2 separate regions of the Mus musculus genome follow, and region 2 is linked to region 1. The links are chromatin contacts, called in public promoter capture Hi-C maps. All regions are on one chromosome and are shown on one strand. Each heading gives the region's core, a stretch centred on a gene start, on an enhancer-like site or on the middle of the called end of the contact. The rest is flanking DNA. Distances are from core to core; before and after follow the strand shown. Region 1 has its middle 36 kb from the start of Asb13. Region 2 holds the start of Akr1e1 (aldo-keto reductase family 1, member E1).

Region 1 (5,319 bases), core at 1,964-4,463:
GATATGTGTGCAGGGACTGCAACTCAGGTCCTCTGGAAGAGAGGGATGTTCTCTTAACTGCTGAGCCATCTTTCCAGCCTCCAATTCAGATTTTAGTCCTGCAGGAAATAGGCCAGGGCTGAGCTTCTGGTTCACAGAACCTCTGGGTTCTGATACCTGTTTGGCCTTTCCCTTGCCTGTGCGACTTTAGGGAAATCACTACCTTTGTCTATTGCTAGCCCTTTTCTGTTGGTGTGCCATCAACCTGTCTGAGAAAATATAGTCTGTTCCAAGCCTGTGAGCCGAGAAAGGCCTTCCATTGGAGTCTGTTTTGGGGGATGGTAGTCGGAGATGACATCAGTCAGAGATCTGAAGTTTCCAGAAGTTTTGCTCTAGGGGTCAAGTTGAAGTGGTTGGAAATAAGGGTGGGAGGGTGGCTGAGTTTTGGTAGGGAAAATATTCAGACCAGAACAGACCAGAATAGAGATCTGTCTGGACACAGATTCCACACATTCCTTGTAACAGCACAACAGGCCAACGATACAACAGAAACTCTAGGTGGCTCTGTTCGGGCACCTTCAACCCTTCCCTGGCAGATGAGCAACCTTTCATGTAAAGTGCCTTTTACATGGGCTGGAGTGATGTCTCAGTGTTTAAGAGCCCTGGCTGCTCTTGAAGAATACTTGGGGTCAATTTCCAGCACCCACACAGGGGCTAACAACCTTGTGAAACTCCAGTCCCAGAGTTTCTGACACCACCCTCTTCTGGCTTCCAGGGGCACTACATGCGCATGGTGCACAGACATGCATGCAGGTAAAATATCCCTATGCACAAAATAATAAAATAGAATTTAAAGTGCTTTTTAGGACTCTGTGGATTGTTTTGCGTTTAAGCATCTAGATCTCTCTCTGGGTCCCTGCCTCTGAGCAGTGGTTCAGAGAATCACGGGAACTTTTGACTGGAGACACACAGTCCTAGATCACACCTTCGTCTGGAGTGATTCTGTCAGTCAAGGATGAGGGGTCCAAGAATTTGTATTCTTTTAGCAGAGGTACCCAGAATACTATGGCAATGGGAGGAGGGACTGACTCCTTCTCACTTGTGGGTGTGTTCCCGGCCCTTTGCTCTCTTTTGACTCTGCCTTCTGATTTGAATTTATATCTTAGAATATTGTAATTCTGGAAAAGGGATGTAAAAATAGCAATTCTTTGCAAGCAGTGTTTTCTTGTCTTCTGTTTAGTCTAGGGTGGTGTGCTGGCTGTTCCAGGGCTGTGGTGGAATGCTGCTGGTGACATGTCCCCTAGCTCCGCACAGCCATCCCTGTGCACACAGCTCGGATGATCTTGCTGTCAGTCCTAAGTGTGGGGCTGGTAGGGTGCCTCCAAATGCAGGGTTGACCCAGGATACTCATTTCTTTGGTCCCCATGGGCTCCATAGACTGGAACTGAAATTTTGCTTTTGTATTATTCTAGAAAAGTGAGAAATGAAGGACTCCTGGTGTGTAAAATGTAGTCTGAGCTTAGCACAGTCCAGGATACAAAGTAAGTGCTTCAGATGGTCCCTCATGCATGATACACTCCTAGTCAACACTGACCGTAATGCTCTCTCTAGGTGGTCTTCTTCACTTTCCTGTTATTGCTCCTGAGATTGTATGGTACTCTCTGGCTGCTCATTCTCTTTATCCAAGGCCACTTGTGAAGGTTAGTACTGTCAGCTTGACAGAATCTAGGCTTTCCCAAGAGACAAATCTCCAGGCATAAGTGTTAGAGAGTTGCTAGACTGGGTTAACTGATATGGGAACATCCACTATAAATGTGGGTAGCATGATCCTATGGGACGCCTGGGGACCTGACTGGAATAAAAAGGAGAAATCAAATTGAGCAACAGCATCCATCTCTCTTTACTTCCTGATTGTGGATGTAATGTGACCAGCCATGTCACATTCCTGCAGTCACGCCTCCTGCACCATTGTGGACCGAACCCTTGGACCAGGGACCAAATAAATGTTTCTCTTCTGTAAGTTGCTTTTGTGAATCTTTCTGTTACAGCAATCAGAAAAGTGCCTAGTACATTTTCCTTAAGGCTGGGCACTCCTCGGAGGAATACTGGCCACTTTCCCCAAACCTGTAAATTCTGTTTTCTCCATGTACTCTAAAGAACCAGTCATAACAAGTTTATGGAAACAGGAAAGGGTAGAGTAAGTCAAAACATGCATTTTGGTCTCAAAACAAACCCAGAAACAGATTCACTTCCAAACCATTTCAAGCTATGATGTGGTAAGGCTCAGATGCATGGCTTGTGGGTTCTGCGTCAGTGGGGTCGTTCCCAGCCTTGAAGAAGGGGTCAGTGTTGGGAGTTTACAAAGATGGGGGAATGCAACAGCAGAGGAGATGGTCCCTCATACTGGGGCTGAGAACTTAGTGTTCCCACAGGGCTTCCCACTCTGAGCCAGCCAACAGAGCAGTGCAAACAGCCACCTGGGAGAACAGGGCAGATGGCCTCTCCACTGCGCTGACTGAAAGGCAGTCTTTTCAGGCATACTGCCACACTCCTTCTTTTCCTTGGCCCTCAGGTAACCACAGCCTCTCTTGAGATGGCTTGTTGGTGGCTTTTCCTATTGAGTCTTTGTAGAAGCTCCCCCAGCCTATTTAATTAGTTAGCCCTTTCTTCATAGGCCCCAGGGAGAGTGGGGCCAAGGCCCAGAAACACCCCAAGTCCTGGCTTATTCACATCCTTCTGCATAGAATTGCCCTTTCTTTCCATTTGCCTCTGCAGCCTGCTCTTCTACAGCCAGGGGCATGGTGCTGAGGTTGATGCTGTCTGCTCAAGTGCATGGCCACTGGCTGTACAGTGGAAAGGCAGGCATGAGCTCTTCCTGCAGGAGGAATGACCTGGTGGAGGGTCAGAGGACTCTCTGCTCTCTGACCTGTGAGACCTGGACATGGAACTTATCACTCCCTTCTCAGCACAGGGCTGGGAAGCCCATTAGGTTGAGCAATGGCTCTCCTGAGACCGTGTTTAAGGAAGAAAGAGGTAGAAAGATTCATTCATCCATTGACTCACAAATCCATCCTTTCAGCATTGAGTGGGGGACCTATGTCATTCTAGTCTCTGTAGATTGACAGGAACACTAATCCAAACAGCTGGCTCAAGATAGTATGGGGCTCTGTGCTTGGGGCTGTAGTGGCAGCCCTGAGCTCCAGATCAGCCAGACTGCAAAACTGTGGGGGAAAGAACAGGACTGGAGCCTTGACCCTTGGCCAACTGAGGCTGCAGCTGTTACTGATTACCATGCCTGCCTCATCCCTGGAGGGCTGGCTGCCCTTTCTCCAAAGAGGAAATGCTGATGCCTCCCACAAATTATAGAGAAAAAGTACAAGCTTGTGGTTTCATGGAACCAGCCAAGTCTGCCTCCGAGGCCTGGGCCTTGTGAGCTGGCTCCTTCCACTGCATGTTCAAGGGCCTGGATTGGGAGAACACTATCGAGGATTCAAGCACACGACTTCCTTATCTCCTGTCCTTGTTGAACATGAGCTGCTTTAGAAGGGTCAATGTTCGATTGGCCTCTTCCATACTTGTGATGAGAAATGGGCTACCAGAGACTTTCAGAGCAGGGAGGTCCTTGCCATGTTATTTAACTCTCCTAGCTTCTGTTTATTCTCCAAGGGACTTATAGGATAGCTGTACTTTTGCCTCCAATATTCTTGTGTGTGTGTGTGTGTGTGTGTGTGTACACATTTGTTAGCAAGTACACATGTGCATGTTGAAATAAAACAGATGTCAGCCATCAGTCTTGTTCCTTAGAACTTATTCACCTTCTCCTCTTCCTCCTCTCCCTCCTTCTCTTCCTCCTCCCCTTCTTCCTCTTCCTCCTTCCCTTCCTCCTCTTCCTCCTCTTCCTCCTCTTCTTCCTTCCCTTCCTCCCCCTCTTTCTCCTCCTCCACTTCCTCTTTCTCCTCCCTCTCTTCCTCTTTCTCTTCCACTTCTTCCTCCTCCTCTCTCTCCTCTTCCTCCTTTTTTCTGAGATAGATTCTCACACTGTAACCTGAGTTTGGGGAATCAGACTAGGCTGGCTGGCCAACGAGCCCCAAGGACCATCCTGTTTCCACCTCCTCAGTACTGGGATTACAAGTTCTACACTACCATTCCTGGTTTTTTAATGTAGATTCTGGGGATCAACTTTGGGTTCTCATGATTGTCTGGCAAACATTTCATTGTTTGAGCTATATCCCAGCCCAAACTTCAAAAATTCTTTCAAAGCTTTCATTATTCGATTGAAAGAAAAACAACCAGCATCTAACTAACTTTAGTGGAGCCCTATAACATGCAAAGTGTGGTTCTAAGTCTTTTCCATGGATTAAAATGTTAAATTCTAAGACTATCTCAATGGGCTAGAAATTCTTGTGACCTCCAGATCATGACTAAGGGAATCGAGTTCCAGAGAAGTGCAGAAATGCACGCCAGACACACACTGTTTAAGGCCGACCCTTAGGATTCCCACGGGGACACTAGACCCCAGAACCCACACTTTAATGGAGTCCATCTCCCAGGGAGGGACCAACCATCCAAGGCTGCCGTCTTCCTTTAGAGTGCCACACTGGCTTCCTCTTTAAAGGAGAATTCTGAGTTCTGTCTTGGTGCTACCTGTAGAGTGACAGACAGTATATGAGCTGTCTGGCTGCAGGGCAAGGACCTTTGTTCTTAAGTGTCTTCAAGGTACACTTTTTTATTATTAATTATACCATTTTGATTTATGCCTTGAGAGTTTCATACCTATAGCAACACTTTTTGATCCTATTCACCTCTGTTCCTGCCTCCAACCCCTCCCCACTCACCTTCCACACCCCTCTCCTATTTCTTTCTTTCTTTCTTTCTTTCTTTCTTTCTTTCTTTCTTTGTTTGTTTGTTTGTTTATTTATTTATTTATTTTTAAATAACCCATCACACTTATTTAATGCTGCTTATATATTCACGGGTGTGGAGTCCATCCACTGGAGCATGATTAACACACCAAGGGCCACATCCCCACAGAAACTGGACTCTTCCTCCCTTGGGAACCACCAACTGTCAATAGCTGCCCAGCTAGAGTTAGGGGCTGATGAGCCTGTTTCCTTCCATGCTGAAATGTTGACTAGCTTCATCTTGTGCTGGTCTTGTACAAACGGCCAAAGCTATTGTGAGTTCACGAGCGCAACAATTCTGTCAAGTCTATAGTTCATTGTTTCTCTCCTTAGTCTTCCCAACTTCTGAGTCTTACAACCTGCACCCTTCCTCGATGGTCTGTACAGATGTTCCTCTCAGGGCTGAGCACCCCACAGTCACATATTTCCCATACTTTGA
Region 2 (5,319 bases), core at 1,082-3,581, 940 kb after region 1:
ACACCTGCTGCATTCATGCATACAGCATGATTGACTTCACAGAGACTCCCACACCTGCTCATTCATGCACACAGCGTGATTGACTTCACAGAGACTCCCACACCTGGTCATTCATGCATACAGCGTGATTGACTTGCTTCCTGCTTGTACAGCTATCACCTCAGAGTCAATTTCTTAGTGTGGAGTTTGGAATGTGCCCTTTGATCACCTCTAGCAGGTGATTCCAAGTTAAGGCCGGTCTATGTAGTAGACAAGAATTCAAAAGTGCTCGGACTTTATTCTCTTCACTACAGACACAAAGGTGGTGTCACTCAACCAAGATTTCATTCATGAAAGTATTGTTGATTGGTGGTATGTCTCTGCATGGCCACCTGAATGGCCAAATAATAAAACAAAGATGTAAGCAAACAAAACATAACCTCACATGTTCACAAAGCTAGAGGAGAATCAACTACATCCCCAAAGCACCAATTCCCATAAGGAAACTGACCAAATCCTCTAGGCTAGATGGTTCCAGCTCTGCCAGGAGCTTTGCCTGCGGAAGTGGAGAAGCCTTACCTTACTGACTACAAAGAGATCCTCTCTCTTCACCACGCCCTCCTTGATCTTCTCACTGATTCCCATTCCCACCTCGCTCTCATTGTGGTATAAGTAAGCACAATCGAAGTGCCGGTAGCCCAGGTTGATAGCCAACTTAACTGCATCAGTCACTTCTCCTGGGGAGGCCTGGAATATAACCAAACACAAGGAAAGTTTCTTCTGTCAGGGGAACCCAATCCCCTTTCTCCCCCGTCATGTGGGAAAGTATAGCCAAGCAATACATAAATACTCAAATCAGTAAAGCAGTATGAACATCAGCCAGACCAAAAGGTAGAGAATGGAACGTCATAGTCAGAATATGATTAATATTCTGTTCTGCTATCTTTACTCATTCTGGAAACAGGGTGCTTTTCAGCTCTTGCTGTGTTGTGCTTCCCGATTACAGAAGGGCTAAGAACAGCTGGGGCAGGAAGCGGTCTGATATTTAGCACCCAGGGATGCATGAATCAACTGTAAACATAAAACAAGTATCACACACATGGACTCACTCAATATCTGTAGGGTACACACAGGAAAAGCTTAGTGAGACACAGACATTTCCATCAAATATGAAAAGTGTAGCTCAAGGTAGCTTTGAATTTGATCTCTTCCTTGCTTTGTCCTAAATGACTTGGTTATTGGATCAAGGGGATATACATATCTAGCATAGCGACATTATTTAAGATCATCAGTCAGTGTCACATTTGCTATGGTTTTCCATTGCCTTCACATATTTTGAAAGTCATATTCCTGTGTCTTCAGGAGATAGAATTAAATGCTTCAATTGTGTTGGGAGGGTGATTCCCCCCCCCCCACACACACAGTTTTATTTATTTATTATTTTATTGACATTTCTTTCATCTCACATCTCAGCATTCACTATGTGGTACCAAAGAACACTCAAATCACCAAATTGCCAAAATAATAATAATAATAATAATAATCCCATCCTTTTTACAAAAAATTCTGGAGAAACATTTATTTGAAAACCTTCCTATAAACAGAATTTTTAAATTTACTTTTTTATCAAAAACAAAACAAAACAAAACCCCCAAACCATAAAAAGAAACAAATTTTGATCATGCCTCCCCCTCCCCCACAACTTGTCCCAGAGTCAGACAGGCCTATTCAACTATTCAACTTCACGTTCATTATGCCCTACATTCAAAATCAACTGAGCAAGCAGTGTAACTACTCGCAAATATCTCTAATGTCGCTAGTGGACTCCAGAAGTAGACATTACACTTACATCGGTGCAATTATTTAATTATTTTTATTTGGTTTGTTTTAGCATGCAAAGTAGCACGCTTCCTTGTGGCCATTTGACACACACTCGGTTTTGCTGTGCCAAGATGAGTGCCACTAGGCATAAATGATTTTTCGGAGGCTGGGGGTCCGTGATTAGCTCACACAAGGCTAGGTTAACAGCACACTGCTTTATTTAAAGTTAGTCTAACAGCTTTGAATCCTCGCAGGGAGCAGGGTGTTTTAGGATCACAGGAGAGAGAGTCCAACTTCTCCTCTAATCCGTCTGGGGGAAAACCTTAATCAGAGCCCGGGTCTGGAAGGAATCACCCTAGGCAAAAGAAATCCCGTGCCCCTGGCTGTTTTTGAGCATGTACTCATCAGGCTCCGGGACCCTTAGCCCCACCCACACCGGAGTGTGTCCTCACCTTCCAGGTGCCCAAGCCCACTGTAGGGATGTTTTCCATGGTTCCCCTTTGCTCAAAGGCTCAGCCTCTTCCTGCACTTTAGCGGCCAGAGAGCGTTCCAGGGACCTCAGGAAATGCCGTGATAGGCTGGAGTTCTGGCAGTTTAATTGGCTGATGGAGAGGTCGCTTGGTGCTCTGATTGGCTGAGAGCATAGTCCATCTTTCAGGGGACCTAAGCAATTGGGTTTGGTTGTGCTTTATCTCTGTCCTAAATCCTCTATGATCCTAAGAATTCCGTCTCCGAGCAACCTGCCTAAAGCCCAGATCCAGTGCTCTGTCCTTCTTGCAAACAGGCTGTGGTTCAGGATATTTCCTGGACATCAGATGTTTTAGATTGATGATCGTTTCTAGTATCCTGGAAAAAACAGGTTTGACTATATCAGCTGTCTTGAACCTTGCAATGATGATGAGTGCTACTTTGAGGTGATTGCCATTTTAGTAATAGAGGAAATATAATCTGAATATCATTTTTAAGGTGTGTCTTATGGAATTAAAAAAATCAAGATTAAAAATTAAACATCTCTGGAAGATTATTCACTGTAATAAGAACTAATAATAAGGGAGGTCATTTAAAGAGAGCAAATAGTATATAGGCAGATTTTGAGGGAGGAAAAGGAAGAGAGAAATGTAATTATAATTGCAAACAAAACAAAACAAAACAAAAACAAAAACCCAAGGGTCTTCCCACAAGATAATCCCTCAAAGGAATGCCTACAAGACTGTCTCCCAGGTGATTTTTAGGTCTTATTCAGTTGGCAATAATCCTAAAATCACAAGCTGAAACATCTAGAAGGAACCAGAAAACCAGCCCATAAACGCAAAGGTAAATAGCTATTTCGAAAATATTAGCATTACTAAGATGATTAGAAAAATTGAAGATTTGCGTGTTACAGTGCTTAGAATTTTGTATCCTTCACTATGTTTGTTAATAACTTATTAAAAACTTAGCAGAATTCAACAATTTTACAATTTCAACCCAAAGTTTTGTTTTGTTATTTTAATTTCTCTGTTGCCATATTACACATCTGTTCATTTGTTTGAGTTTTTCAAGTGCTCATGGCAGATGCACTGTGGATGTGGAAAACTCTACATCTTCTCCAGTTCTCTTTTTTTATTTATATTTTGTAAAAATGGCAAAGTTAAGCCATTAACGGTCAGACAACTATTTGTAGCTTTCGATCTTTATGCAGATTAACATGGAAGTATCCATTTGCAAGAGGATGTGTTTTCAGATGTTCAATATTATTAGTACTCTCTCTCTCTGATAAGCTTTTATTACTCATAGCGACACTTACACTTTCAGTTCATAAATCTATAGAAATATTGTCCTATCTTTAAATGATTTCTATCATTTCATAAAAGGGTAGTTTGATCTAGGGATGCCTTCTTTTTTAATGGTCATTTCAGATTTCTTAGGTAGTAATTTAGCAGAAACCAATGTTACAGATGTAAATACTTGAAAAACATACAAGCATGCTTTACAAGAAATTATTGAAACCTCAAAATTTGATGAGGTAGTTTATTTTAACACACAGAAAACTTTTGCCAGGTTCTCATGGCAGGCAGAGACAAATATATACACTAACATATACATAATGAACATATACACATGCATATGTATATGTGAATGCAAATACATCTGCTCAATTATCCATTCAATAAACAGCATATTCTGGTCAGTACAAGCAACTTAACAAGGGTAAACCGGAAATATTTGGATGCCATTAGGTTAATTTTGCATATGTATTTAATAAATGTCATTTTAGAAAACACATTTTATTCTTATATATAGGTAATTGTGAGAAAAATCAACAAATTTAAAGGGCAAGCTGGTAACTACACAGGAGACACTTCACCTAAACTTTGGAACTATTTTGCAATAATTCTTCATAATTAAGAAATACAATTGAAGACACACTAATAAGTTGTATGAAAAAACAAAATCATAAGACACATGAACTTTATAAGTTGATTCTTCCTGCCCTCTGGTGGTTGTTTCTCAAAATACAGATGTGTATGTAGGAATATATGTAGGGTGTGTATAAAACATATATAAATGATATATAATATATAAATGTATATCTAGAAATACATATATTTAGACATGTATTTATGAACACATATATGTCTATACATATGTGTATATGTGTGTTTAATTGAAATGCCATACTACCTCACACAGAGTATAACATTTCTCCCAGTTGCTAAATAAAAAGCTCAGTGACAGGTGTACCATACCTTACCTTAAGCTGTTGTTTTGGAGGTTGCAGAGACCTCTAAAATATTGCAGGTCATTGACGGTGATCTTGGATGTGGACCAGAAGAATTTGATGATATAATTCTAGTATTAAAGACATCATATATTCTGTTCATAGGAAACAGAGAAATAAAGTTGGTATTGACTAGGGAACTTCTCTGCTATCCAGATTGCATGCTGTGTGGGCTGCTGTAGGAGAAAAGTCATCAATAGGTTTTCTATCAGAAAACATTGGAGGCAAAATGATATGCTGCATGGCAAGATATGCTTGTAGACATGCATAAATGTTTTGGGCAGGTAATCAGTTCATTCTGACTAGATATGAGGACCATTCCACAGAGAAAAATGCATGCCTAGCACAATAATCATGGACAAGAATTCATGGTTGCAGAATGAACAAGCCCGGGATTAATCTACTAATATCAGCTTTCTAAATAACATTAGACTATTGTCTGAATGGTTAATCTATATAACTTTGAATGGTGCACCTCTTAGATTTTATCAGAGAGATGTCTTTGTTCTGTAGAGGGAAATCAATACAGAAACATACAATCGGTCAATGCATAGAGAACACCTCATGTTTGTGAGGTGTTCATCCACAGATGAGACAGCTATATCACAAACCTCCTCACAAGATTCAGAGGTCCCTTTAGGAGAGGTGGGTCAAAGAGTGGTAAGTTGGAGAGAACTGAAGCCAAACAATGGTTTTTTTGCACATGATATTAGCATGAGTTTGCAGCAGCAGTGGTTGCCTGCAAAAAACCTAAGCAA

Evidence for each region. Promoter capture Hi-C pulls out the DNA fragments that hold promoters and counts their contacts.
Region 2: a contact with region 1 is called in a promoter capture Hi-C map of liver, with 2.6 times the contacts expected there. The contact joins the promoter of Akr1e1 here to the enhancer-like site in region 1. A contact is called at or near these places in 11 of 39 promoter capture datasets (the 3T3-L1 cell line, 3T3-L1-derived adipocytes, cranial neural crest and 6 more), 8 of 484 Hi-C or Micro-C datasets (the 63-12 cell line, B cells, the G1E-ER4 cell line and 4 more) and 1 of 115 datasets of contacts at active chromatin or transcription factors (astrocytes).

What each region holds. Positions count from the first base shown.
Region 1 is chr13:3,666,983-3,672,301 of GRCm38.p6, forward strand. No RefSeq gene overlaps it. Among named protein-coding and RNA genes, the nearest start is that of Asb13, 36 kb to the left of the region's middle. Within about 2 kb of position 3,214, at least 64 of the 459 cell types and tissues checked have an H3K27ac peak or open chromatin away from gene starts, as enhancers often do. A contact at or near this core is called in 3T3-L1-derived adipocytes and liver, where this site is marked.
Region 2 is chr13:4,606,833-4,612,151 of GRCm38.p6, forward strand. It overlaps Akr1e1 (aldo-keto reductase family 1, member E1), which reads right to left and starts at 2,332. Exons shown (of 10, transcript NM_018859.2): 1 at 2,253-2,332; 2 at 559-726. The coding sequence starts at 2,291.